Linked DNA regions of Mus musculus: all the other regions are linked to region 1. The links are chromatin contacts, called in public HiChIP or PLAC-seq and promoter capture Hi-C maps. All regions are on one chromosome and are shown on one strand. The core of a region is the stretch at or near the end of the contact, and the rest is flanking DNA. Distances in the headings are between cores, read along the strand shown. Region 1 holds the start of Cuedc1 (CUE domain containing 1). Region 2 holds the start of Tex14 (testis expressed gene 14). Region 3 holds the start of C030037D09Rik (RIKEN cDNA C030037D09 gene). Region 4 holds the start of 0610039H22Rik (RIKEN cDNA 0610039H22 gene).

Evidence for each region. Promoter capture Hi-C pulls out the DNA fragments that hold promoters and counts their contacts. HiChIP or PLAC-seq counts read pairs in DNA pulled down with a chosen protein or histone mark.
Region 2: a promoter capture Hi-C map of liver shows a contact between it and region 1, with 2.1 times the contacts expected there. The contact joins the promoter of Tex14 here to the promoter of Cuedc1 in region 1. A contact is called at or near these places in 1 of 39 promoter capture datasets (liver) and 1 of 115 datasets of contacts at active chromatin or transcription factors (pancreatic cancer cells).
Region 3: a contact with region 1 is called in an H3K4me3 HiChIP or PLAC-seq map of pro-B cells, with 3 times the contacts expected there. The contact joins the promoter of C030037D09Rik here to the promoter of Cuedc1 in region 1. A contact is called at or near these places in 16 of 39 promoter capture datasets (the 3T3-L1 cell line, 3T3-L1-derived adipocytes, the HPC-7 cell line and 12 more), 2 of 484 Hi-C or Micro-C datasets (both in embryonic stem cells), 11 of 115 datasets of contacts at active chromatin or transcription factors (astrocytes, differentiating embryonic stem cells, embryonic stem cells and 6 more) and 2 of 9 other capture datasets (embryonic stem cells and liver).
Region 4: an H3K27ac HiChIP or PLAC-seq map of regulatory T cell precursor shows a contact between it and region 1, with 6 times the contacts expected there. The contact joins the promoter of 0610039H22Rik here to the promoter of Cuedc1 in region 1. A contact is called at or near these places in 2 of 39 promoter capture datasets (hippocampal neurons and liver) and 4 of 115 datasets of contacts at active chromatin or transcription factors (double positive thymocytes, pancreatic cancer cells, regulatory T cell precursor and 1 more).

What each region holds. Positions count from the first base shown.
Region 1 is chr11:88,097,744-88,100,627 of GRCm38.p6, forward strand. Cuedc1 (CUE domain containing 1) reads left to right here and starts at 1,403. Exons shown (of 11, transcript NM_198013.3): 1 at 1,403-1,600. It overlaps 2210416O15Rik (RIKEN cDNA 2210416O15 gene), which reads left to right and starts at 315. Exons shown (of 4, transcript NR_045499.1): 1 at 315-385; 2 at 472-574; 3 at 926-1,009; 4 at 1,119-2,364.
Region 2 is chr11:87,403,632-87,406,515 of GRCm38.p6, forward strand. Tex14 (testis expressed gene 14) reads left to right here and starts at 1,434. Exons shown (of 31, transcript NM_031386.2): 1 at 1,434-1,539. Rad51c (RAD51 paralog C) reads right to left here and starts at 875. Exons shown (of 9, transcript NM_053269.4): 1 at 673-875. The coding sequence starts at 790.
Region 3 is chr11:88,717,206-88,720,089 of GRCm38.p6, forward strand. It overlaps C030037D09Rik (RIKEN cDNA C030037D09 gene), which reads left to right and starts at 1,438. Exons shown (of 4, transcript NR_038058.1): 1 at 1,438-1,812. Msi2 (musashi RNA-binding protein 2) reads right to left here and starts at 1,024. Exons shown (of 14, transcript NM_054043.3): 1 at 824-1,024; 2 at 500-540; 3 at 85-166. The coding sequence starts at 885.
Region 4 is chr11:88,617,803-88,620,686 of GRCm38.p6, forward strand. It overlaps 0610039H22Rik (RIKEN cDNA 0610039H22 gene), which reads left to right and starts at 1,449. Exons shown (of 3, transcript NR_131025.1): 1 at 1,449-1,968. All of the region lies in intron 5 of Msi2 (musashi RNA-binding protein 2), which reads right to left.

The sequences.
Region 1 (2,884 bases), core at 153-2,652:
GAGGACATTGAAAAGCTCACAGACAGGCTACTTCAAGGGTGACAATCACAGCGACTAGCTGGCTTTGCTAACGACTTGAATGAAAATACATTTCATAAGCATCCTAGAGGCACGCACAAACAGGAAAATCTCCAGATTGGTAGCCCCCACCCCAACCCCAAGTCCTGAAATGTCAAAGTGACTGGGACAGATTAGAGAAAGATTCTGCCAATAAGCAGAAAAGTGACAGGTGAAGTTAACACTACAGTATAAAGTGACAAACTCGATACCATCATCTAGGCTTTACTGGCCGAGAGGATAAATCCTGAGCGCTTGGTGACATCTCAGTCAGCAGCCACATCGGAGGACTTCAGAGTCAGAATTTTTCACGTGGGGTCCTGATAGTGTGAGGGTTCCCGGAAGCCGGGTGAAGGGGCATGGGCAGAGGGGCCGAAGGGAACAAGGGATTCTCAGAGGTGGGGTTTCTCCCAGGGTATCCTCAGATTCCACCTCGCTGAAGAAATTACCCTTGACAAGCAAAGGATGGAGACTCTGGGGCCTTGGTTTGTGATTTTCACCATCAGATGTCTCTTGGGTGAGCATGCCCAGACTTCTCAGCAAAGATTGTAAGTCTTCGGAAGAGGAGAGGGCTGTGTGCAGGGCTCCACACACAAATGGGCAGGCTCTTCCATCATTCCCTCTGTTCCCTTTTCTCATCTCCAAATTAGTGCACAAAACCAAACCACTTGGAAAATTAACCAGTTGATCGACCGTTTATTAAAACGTTTGTGGAATCCCTTATCGAGGCTCAGAAGCCTTTGAAGTAATGGCGAATGCTGGGTGGAGATAAGATGTTAGTGGGTGGTAACTTTGATTTTCCTAATCAACTTCACGATTTCCTCTGGCCTCAATATTACATTTTATTTCCTGAACTCTAACTCCGCAGAGCTGCCACTTTCCCACACTCCTGATGTCCCCAAGCCCAGAGAGGTTCGTGCATCTTCTACAGCCCTCACTAGTGGCTCCTCGTGTATGTCTGCAAACTCTCAGGTCAGCCTTGCATTTAGGTCCCCCTCTTTCCCAAATTTCCCACGTCTCAGGTCTCCTTGCTTTAACAACCCCTTAAGGTGCTTCCCAAGTCGGCAGAGCCCAAGCGCATCACACCGGGCCATAAAGGGAAGATCACAAGTCCTCAAGAGGAGCGGTCTGTGCAGGAATGCACAGAGGAGACTGTCCCAGTGTCCTCAGAGGCCCCTTGCCCCTTATCCCTCTCCCCTTGCCCCGTATCCTGCGCAACCGCATTGGCCTCGGGATCCCTATTCCTGCTTCCAGTCCTGGGGAGAGGGTCTGGGGGTGTCGCAGCCTGAGCCCCGCCGCGCGCGCAGCCCCGCTCCTCCCCGCGCGCCCCACTTGTGGCCCCGCCGGCAGCTTCGCAGGGACAGCTGCATTTCTCGCCGCCCGCCGCTAGGAAGCCGGCCTCGCCTCGCTTTCTCCGCCTCCCGGCGCCCAGCCGCGCCGCCGCGCCACCAAGCCGGGCTGCCGCTGCCGCCGCGGGACCGCGCCCCTCCCCCGCCGCCCGACCCCAGCGGCCCCGCGGGAGCGGACGCGCGTGCGGTGCTCGGTAAGACCCCGATTCGCTCTCGCCGCCCCTAGCGCGAGCTCGCGGGCGCCGCGCTCCACCCCGGCCCGGTGGCCCCACCTTCCCCGGGAGCATCGCCGAGGCGCGGCCGCGAGGGCCGGGCCGTCGCGAGTTTGAGTCCTCGCGCGGTGGCCAAGGCTGCCCGGGAGCCCGCGGCAGGTCCCCGGCCGCCCTCCCTCCGCCGCTGCCCGCCTCGTTCCTGGTCCTGGGCACAGGGAGCGTGCGGAGGATCCCGGGGCCGCGATCCGAGGGGTGGTCGCCGGCCAGCCGGCGCCGCGAGGAAGGGACGCGAGGCCTTGGGGAGCCTGCTCAACCCGGGTCTCTCTGCTCCCCGGTTCCCCGCTTTGTGTGGACACCCTCCCGGCTTCGCCCGGGCTTGGGGGCGCAGCCTGAATGGCGATGGCGAGGCGGGGGCCTGGGTTGGGAGCTGAACTCCTTTTAGGGGGAGGGGAGAATCGTTTCCTGCTCCCGCCGTGGTCACCGGTCGGTTCAGCCTTTTCTGGTCCCACCCGGTCCCCTGGGAGCTGCGTCTCTCCGCGACCCGGCTGGAGAAAGTTCAGAATGCGCTGTCCCCGCCCCTGCTCCCCCGCCCCTCGAACTCTGAGTGCCTGGGGCGCTGAGCTCCAGGGGGCCGGGGCTTGCCTTTATTCCTTCAGCGCTCTTGGGTTTCTCTCTGAATGGTTGGTGGCTTGCCACCCCAGCATGGGCTTGTCCATTTTCTTTCCTTAATAAAAAGTTTCAGCTTCAAGAAATTCATACTGCTATTAAATTCCTGGAGAGGGTGTTTTAAGGAAGAGAGATTTTTAGATTTCCTTTATTTGTTTGTTTATTTACTTATTGTAAGAATAGAGGGTGGGGGTGGATAATTGGGAAGATAGTGATGAGATACCCTAGAGGTGACGTCGGATAGAAGACCATGTGCCTTGGTCACCACCTGGTCCTCAGTAGCCTGAAACCCAGGAAATACACCTTGCAACACCCTGAGCCACCTGGCCCAGGAGAAGGGGTTCTGGAGTTGCTCTGGCCCTCCCAGCCCTAAGGTTCTTTACAGACCTATGGAGTTAACTATGTATGCTGTTTGAAGGCAGTGTGTGATACTAGGAGTCTCCTTATCTTATAGATGTCATCTCATTATGAAGTTTGGCTCCTGCTGGATCGAATGTGAAGTGGGACCTCCGTTTAAATGGAGGGATGGTACCTTTCTTTATGTAGCTTGGCTTGGGCCACCAGAGGTTCATCCAGAAGGTTGGATTGGAAATCACCCGT
Region 2 (2,884 bases), core at 184-2,683, 690 kb before region 1:
ACTGGGTTTCTCTGTGTAGCCCTGGCTGTCCTAGAACTCACTCTGTAGACCAGGCTAGCCTCGAACTCAGAAATTCACCTGCCTCTGCCTCCCAAGTGCTGGGATTAAAGGCGTGCGCCACCACTGCCCGGTTGTGATTCCCACTTATCTGTAACCTAAAGAACTCTGAGAAAAGTCGGGGGCCAGGGCGGGGGGGGGGGGGAGGCAGTATTCCTGTGAATCACGAACGTCTTTCTAGAGCTTTCTCCTGGTCTAAGGGAATGTTCTATTGCTTTTCTCACTGAAATATCTCTAGTCCTTCTCTAATCCTTTATTTTTCAACTTCAATTCCCCCCCCCCGCCCCCCAGGATCTTTGACCAAGGAGAATTACATGGCTTGTGATTGTTTCCCAACCCAGTTTATCATGAAACCTCAAGATGAGAAGTCGGTTCTTTCATCTACAGATTGGACACCCTGGTCCAAGAGGAGCCTTCCTTAAACCATTAAGTGAGGCACTCCTCAAAGCATCCAGCGAGCACGGAGAAAGCAATCAGTAAACGTTGCTCCACACAGTTCCAAGCTCAAGAGAATTTCAGCGGTGTCAAAAGATCGGCTTGGCGGAGGCGGCGGAACGAAGACGGAGGCGGCGCCAAGCGGCCGCGGTGCATCAGCTGGCAGCTGGGAGTCGTTACCTTTGCTGAGCTCGGAGGGCTTCACCTCTAGGACGTCCTCCGCCGTCTGAAACCCCGCAGCCACCAGCTTCCCGCGCACCGCTGGAGACAGCGGATAACCCACCAACTCCCGCTGCATTTTTTTTTTTTTTTTTTTTTTTTTTGAGAGCTCGGCGGCTACGCACGCAGTGACGTAGAGCAAGAGGCGCGAAAGCGCTGGAAACCCAAACCCCGCCCTCCCGCGGGGGAGGGTCAGTGGCGTGACGTCACACGCGCGGCGTAAGGGGCGGGGCTCGCGCGGCCTAGACTCACGAGGCCTTGCTGCTGCTGAGGAAATCCCACACACTGGTTTCATGTAAGGTTGTCTTCTAGTTTCACTCGTCCGAGTCACGTTTCGGATATAGCCTGACAGTGAACACAAAAACAAAAAAAGAGGCCGGAGACGCGGAGACGGTAGCCAGGCCAAGTGAACCCTGTACAGCATATTTCCTCACCATGCTCTGCCCTCTTTCACGGGTTCCTCAAGAATCCATCCTCCTGGATGGAAGTTGTAGTAGACGCAGCAACCAGAAACTGACCAGTTGGCAGTTTCCTGCTGTGAAAAATTCAAAAAACCCTTGTAGGAGGTCTGTTGTGTGTCCCCTGACCCTTGCCAGGCGACCCCTTGCTTTTCCCGCCCTCGCGGGGGATTGTGGGCCAGCCTCCCACTTTGGGGGGCTGCGGTAGGGAGTGGTTGGCGCCCACGCGCGCGTCCACGCACTCGCCCGCTCACGCACGCACGCACAGCTTCCGGTGGGTGACCCCGGGACTCCGGAGCTCCCTCAGAGTGTGGCGGTTTCTGAGCATTCATGTCGGCAGGCCTGCCTAGAGTAAGAAGTAGCTGGAAAAGTAAGCTATCGTGTCCTTGTCGTCTCGTGGTCTAGCCTGGGCCTCTGGTGTCCCGAGGGAGGAGCTGGACCTCTTTAGTAGAGTTGACCGGGGATGTTGACGGAGCGGGAGTGACTGCTTCCACATCAGAACTTTTGGGGAGATTGGCAGTTTGGAAGGTGGCTTTAAAGGCCCAAGAAATACGGAAGATGATATAAAAAAAAAGTGTGTCGTGCCGGGCAGTGGTGGCAGCACGCCTTTAATCCCAGCAGTCGGGAGGCAGAGGCAGGCGGATTTCTGAGTTCGAGGACAGCATGGTCTACAGAGTGAGTTTCAGGACAGCCAGAGCTACAAAACAAAACCAAAAAAAGTGTGTCATACCTACCTCACATTTCAAAAAAAAAAAAAAATCTAGCATTTTTTTTGAAGACAGCATCTAAACTTTCTAAATTATGGGATATAGGAATACGCGACTCTCCCTGCTTTTGCACTACTTATTGACAACAACTTCTTCTTTCTTTTTTTCTTTTCTTTTTGGTTTTTCGATACAGGGTTTCTCTATGTAGCCCTGGCTGTCCTGAAACTCACTCTGTAGATCAGGCTGGCCTCGAACTCAGAAATCTGCCTGCCTCTGCCTCTTGAGTGCTGGGATCAAAGGTGTGCGACACCACACCGGGTTCTTTTCTTTTCTTTTTTTAACTTGTGGGTTTTCAAGACAACCTCTTTGTGTAGGTTTCTTTCGTGGCTCTCCCAAAACTGACTCTGTAGAGCAGGCTCTCCTCGAAGTCACAGAGATTCATCTGCCTCTGCCTCCTGAGTACTGGGATTAGAAAGGCCAGCGACCTCCCCACCCCCACCCCCTACCCCCAAAAAAAGCCGGGCAGTGGTGGTGCACGCCTTTAATCCCAGCCCTTGGGAGGCAGAGGCAGGTGGATTTCTGAGTTTGAGGTCAGCCAGGGCTACACAGAGAAACCCCGTCTGGAACCCCCCACCCCCAAAACAAAAGAAAGGTCAGTGCCACCAATGCTCAGCTAAAGCAACGACTCTTTATTATTACATTTCTTTTGTGTTTGTGTGTGACACACAGGCCACATTACTAGACTGGAGGTGAGAGAAATTGGTTCTCGGCTTCCCCCATGTGGTATTGGGGACAGATGGAATTGAGGCTGTCAGGCTTGGCAACCAGGCCCTTTACCTGCTGTACTACCTTTCCCCTCCCTGCCAGTGATTCTTAGCCTGGACTTTTATTCAGGAATTGAAGCTTTAAATACTCCAAATCAGTCATTCAAGTACTAAGGAAGGTGGCGACATTTTGAACAGTGTAGAGAATGTCACAGCTCTTAAATGTGCATAGACACGTCATTCA
Region 3 (2,884 bases), core at 188-2,687, 620 kb after region 1:
TTAGCTACTTCCGAAGACACCTCCAAAAATAAAACTAAAACTTTGTTCTAAAATAAAGGCAAAATCGAGAAGGGAATGCGTTACCTGGAGCGTTTCGTTGTGGGATCTCTCATGACCATACATTCTCTAATTTCTCCAAATTTGCTAAAATAGTCTCTAAGGCTATCTGTAGAGAGAGAGGGAGAGAGAGAGAGATGGGGGGGTGGGAGAAGGTGTGGAGGGGGGAGCAATGCAATTTTTTGATCAAGGACAAAAAGCAAAAGTAGTTTTCTGTTGTTATTCTGTTTTGTTTTTGCAATATTTTTGCACACGAGGGGGAAATTCAGCAACAGAGGTCGCGTAGAGGGCTCGGAAAGGATTTGCTATTTAAAAAAATAACCTTGCACAGGAGAAGTGGGGAGCCAATGGCGGGGTGGGGGGGCTCTTACACTGGGATAACAAAGAGCAATAAAGAAGCCAAGAAGGGGGGGACCCAGGCGTCCCCCCCTCCCTCCCTTACCTGGTGAGGTCTGCCAGCTCAGTCCACCGATAAACATTTTACTAGAGGGAGAAAACATAACCGAAGTGAGCACCGATGTCAGATCGGCCATTTTGACGTGTAACTTACAAAAGCTAAAAGGAAAGCTGGGGGGGAGCGGGCGAGCGCGAGCCTGGAGGTGGGCTGGGGGAGAAGGTGGCGGCCCCACGCCACCCCAAGGTGCGCGAGTGCCCCAAGGGTGCGCGCGGGGGCGCGGGGGGCGCGCGAATGCCCCGCTCCGCACCGTCGCCCGCACAGCCCCGAACGAGCCCGCGGCGGCGCGGTGGGCAGCGGCTGGAAACTTACCCGGGGTCGTGCTGGGAGTCGTTGGCGCTGCCCGAGGTGCCTGGGCTCCCATTTGCCTCCATAGCGGAGCCCCCCCGCCCCCCCACCCCCGACACACCGAGCCCCACAGCGAAGCGGAGCGCAGCGGCGGCCGGCTCCGAGCCCCAGATCTCCGTCCCTCCTCCCCCGCCTCCTCCCCCCGCCCGGCGGCTGCGAAGCTCCGCGAGCGCCGAGCCGGGCCAGCGGCGAGAGCCCGTCACACGTGGGCTCGGCTCAGCTCAGCCCCGCCGCCTCGCACACCCCCCGTCCCCGCCCCCCCGGCCCATCCCCACCTCTCCCCCTCCTCCTCCCCACCCCCATCTCCTCCTCCTCCTCCCCCTCCTCCCCGCGCACGTGGGGCGGAGTTCTAGAACGTCGTGTAACCAATGCGGTGACGTCACGCACCCCGTTCGGTCCCCCGCCTGTCCGCGCGCGCACACGCTCGGCCCCCCGCGGCAGCGGGACCCATCAGGGGCGGCGCGCGAGCCCCGCGACTCGAGTGGGGGGGTTGGCCACGCCAAGCAGGCGGGGAGACGGGAAGCGCACCCCGAGTCGGCTCAGATCACATGGGCTGGGTGTGGGGGAGGGGGAGGCGCGGGGAGCTCGGCCCGGGCTGTTCGCTGGGCCGGGAGGCGGCAGCGCCCCCGGGCCCCCCTAGTTCGGACTATTCATTCAAGTTCCTGGGGCCCTGCGCCCGATTCGGAGGTGGCACCCGCCGCCCTCCCTGCCTCTGTGCCCCCGTTTCCAGCCACCGCGCGGAAATTTAGGTCAAGGACGCCGGGAGCACACCCACACCCTGCGCTCCCAGGGCAGTCCTCGAGAACCCCGGGATCTGGGGGGCTTGCGGATGGAGGAGACCCTCCTGCACGAACACCAGCCACAAGTTTTATTTTCCCTTCGCGCGGCAAGTTCTCTGGCTCCCGCTCCACACTGGCACGTCCTGCACGGCTCCCCGCCCTTCCCCGCCAGAGGTACGGAGCCGTGCCCGCGAAGGTTATTTCGGAACTTTGAGAAACTGACGCGATAGATAACAGGGGGCGAGGAAGCAACCAGACAGGGCTTGCGCCTTACTCAGACCGCGATTTGAAAATATAATAAAGTGGGCTTGTAGGGGTCAAGGTCAAATGATTGGGGTTCAAAGCAAATGTTCATGGAGATTGAGTAGCAGTTTGGGAGTATCCCGAGGGTGGTTAAGATAGGTGCTTATTTCAGAAAATCCCTCGACCATTCATCCGTTATCTAATTTATTTATGTTTAAAGTTACTAGGGCTTCCTCTGTAAAGAGTGTAAGCGCCAGGAGTGAAATGGCTCTCTATCTCCCAAGACCTGCGGTAGGTCTTGGAGATAACAAAGCACCTTACCCCTAGTTTTTGGAACTAGGAGCCTCACAGATTCTGACACTTAGTAGGTGTTTGGTAAAAGTTCCCTTTCTCCCCTGGCAAAGTGTAAACTCCAAAGGATTGGTGACTGTAGCTTCCCGGGGGAATCGCACACTTCGTATTCCAGGCTGGCCAGATTCAGGCTGTATTCAATTTATGGAGTATTTAAAACAGTACGGATACAATTATCCTTATTGTTTTAAATTATTACAATAAACCAAGTTAATATGGCATGAGGGGCAACATAAAGTTGTGGTTCATCAAATCCCTGGGTTAATGTTAAGCATGCATTGATGCACAATTAACACTTTCCCATTAATTTTCATAGGATTAGGAGACAATGGAATTCACTCATCACCAAAACTATGCCGTGTCCATTGTGGGTTTGGAGACATTTGGAAAAATCTCAACACAGCCAAAGCTTTTGAGTGGTCAGACTGTCAATCTCTCTGTCCCCTAAACTGGGGTAGTGCCTCTCTGACAGCATGGATGGGCGGAGCATTTGTAGTGAACAATGTAACAATGTCAAAGTCCCTTTTTAAAATTGTGTACTTACATGGACTGTGTTTATTATAAATTGTGAATATGATTTTTAGAAGGCACTTCATAAGACTTCAGACCACAAACCCTGCTGTTTCCCAACACTCCAAACAAACTGATTTTT
Region 4 (2,884 bases), core at 199-2,698, 520 kb after region 1:
ACATAAATAAATCTTTAAAACAAAAACCTGTGTTAAAACCCCTCATAAGCATGGAGAGGGTACTCAACCATCACCCAGTGTTATAGGGGTCTCAAATCAGAGCAGGTGGTCAGGGGAGACTTCTGAGAACCCACGCCTAGACCTTGATCTCAGAAAGAGGAAAAAAAAATACACTAAAGAGCAACCAACACACTAAAGAGCAACCAAGACAGGGGCCGGGGCCAGGGCCAGAGCTGGGGCCAGGATTGGGGGCGGGGGGGGGGGGGTGGTCATCACTGCAAACCGAAAGCATTCATCAGAGCCCTTTCTCCCACTGGAATGCTGGGATACTAAGACCGGTCGTTCTTTCAACAGGAAAGAAAAGCGTAGGCCAACTCTTGCTGGCTCGCTCTGCTCCTTCGGCACAGTTTACTGAAGCGTGTGAGGCTCTGCCTAACATTTAGGATATTTTGATTTAAAATGCAAACAGCAACACTGATAAAGATCGTGGCGCCAAAGCGGGCCCTCGAAGGAAAGGGCACACTAACTCCCCTCCTTCTAACCCTGGATCTCACAGCTACCTAAGCTGACGGCTTGAAATTAACTCATTCAGTTAATAATTCAAAGCCATGGGCTGGACAAGTTTTAACGCCTCAATGTTGGTTTATAATTAACCCAGACCGTGGTGTTCTTAGGTGTTTGATTTTTAATTAGTCTATTGATTAATCAGTCTGGTTAACAATTATTTATTTCTGGGGCCCTTTACTGTCTTCTATTCTTGTTAAGGGAGGGTGAGGGTTACCCTGGCTCCTTTCTCCTCTGAACCCCTCCAGATCACAGTCCCATCATTCTCTAGGGACACTGTAGATACAGTATTGAGACCAGAAAGGAAGCCTGCCCAGCCTGACACAAATGAAGGTACCCCCCCTTTTGTTCATCTGTTATCCTTGGTATCAGATTCTGCTCGCAGGAGCACATGAAATGAAGGAACTCACAGAATGGCACCCTACCCAGGCACAGGCTGGGCCCTCTCATCCCTTCCTTCCCAGTTCAGAGCTAATTGACATCTTGTGTGAGCATTGCATCATGTCCCTTTGCAAAGCCAGAAGCAACTGAGAAGGTGCTACACGCCCCTGCCCCCCCCCCATCTCTCGGGGGACTAACCCAAAACAAATTACTCAGTAATGGGAGGGCCCCTCTCTCTGGCAGAGGCCCACATGTCTGTCTGTTCAGCAGTTTCTTGCCTGCTCTATTTGTAGGGGTTGCAGGGGATCAGAGAGGTCACCACCTCTCTCAGGGTTACAGTGCTCTGTAGCACACAGCTGCTCAGAACCCACACTCCTCCCCGTGACAGAGGAGGAAGCACAGTTAACAACAAGGCTGGTGACTGATGCCCGTTGACGTTCTGGGGTGTCCTCCCTCGACGATCACAAAAAATTAACCCAAGACACCAGCACCAACACCAACAGTCCACCAGGGGATCGAAGCAGGTCCTACCTAGGACAAGTTTTCTCAGCATTCAGCACTATGTCACCAAATGACCAGGAGGCAGCCCAAGATGGAAATCCTTGGTAGAGATTTCCTTTGGAAAATTCCACTGTATATCCATGAAAGACCGATCTTAGAATTCTTATGGAAAAAAAAATTATCTTTACAGATCCCATGCAAGGGTGTCATGGATAACCAGGGGTCCTGGACCACAAAGCAACTCCTCTGGAAGATTCATGTATAGGACAACTCTGGGCTGCAGGAGCCCCTAGGACCTGGGTGAGCTGCTTTAACTTCTTCCTCTCTAAACTCAGCTAAAGACCCGGAACCCTACAGAACCCAGTGTGGATGCCCATCATTGGATGATTGCATCTGCTGCTGGCACCAATCACAGAGCTGCCCAGGCCTACAGGGTACCACACAGTTGGCGGAAGTGCAGGGACCCATGTGCCCAGGCCATGCCACAGACAACCGCAACTGCATCCTTCAATGAAGCTCCAGGTAAAAGCAACTGGGCGTGAGAGGGATGGCAATGTGTGTGCAAGGCTTCTCCCTGGTGCCTTTCAGGTTGGGATTTAGCATCTTCGGGCAGCTACCCACAGGTCCCTTTAACAAGCCTCGGGGGGGGGGGGGGGGACTGGGAGCCACACTGTTCCTAGCCTACAGGAATAGCCTCAGGGCAGCAGCAGGAAGGGCTGTTCCCGTTCAGGAAGCTGTGTCCTTTCTGAAGACCTAGAACCCTGGCCAGGATGGGAGCCTCAGAGTCCACTTGAAATACCCTGGGAAAACACCCCTCCCCAAACTACATCTGTACTCCTCCTCCATCCAACACAGCCTTCGAGTAATCCCCACCACCTGCCGGTTTCTCATTTTCTCTCTTGCAACAACTTAAAATTTAAAAGAAAAAAAAATTTAATCACAATTCAGGAAAACACACCCACGCATCTTGCTCACTAAGCGTGAAAGCCACCACTCCCTCGCTCAACTCAGCCCCTGCTCCACTTCAGAGAGTGGAGGAGAGAGAAATGTCATTTGACACCACAAACGCTGCCTCCTTCTCAACCTGGAGGCCCCACCTGCCGGCATGTTTGCAAGGCTAATTCCAATCTCACTATTTGAATACACTTGCAAGCTGGGAAAACAAGCCAATAGTTCAGAGGATCCAAGGCAAACTCCGTCTGACAGCCCTAGCCCCGACGGCTGCCAAGACTGATTGACTGGCTGGTTATATTTAGAGGTGGAGGAGGAGGGGACATCAAACAGTGTAGGGCCTCCCGAACTCAAGAATGCTGTGTTGAGAACGACAGACTAGCAAATAAACAGCCGACAGCCATTCGGCTACATCATCTGGCATCCGCAAGGCACAGGCTCGCCTCCATAAACTACAGGGAATTTCAAAAGCCACCCACACCATGGC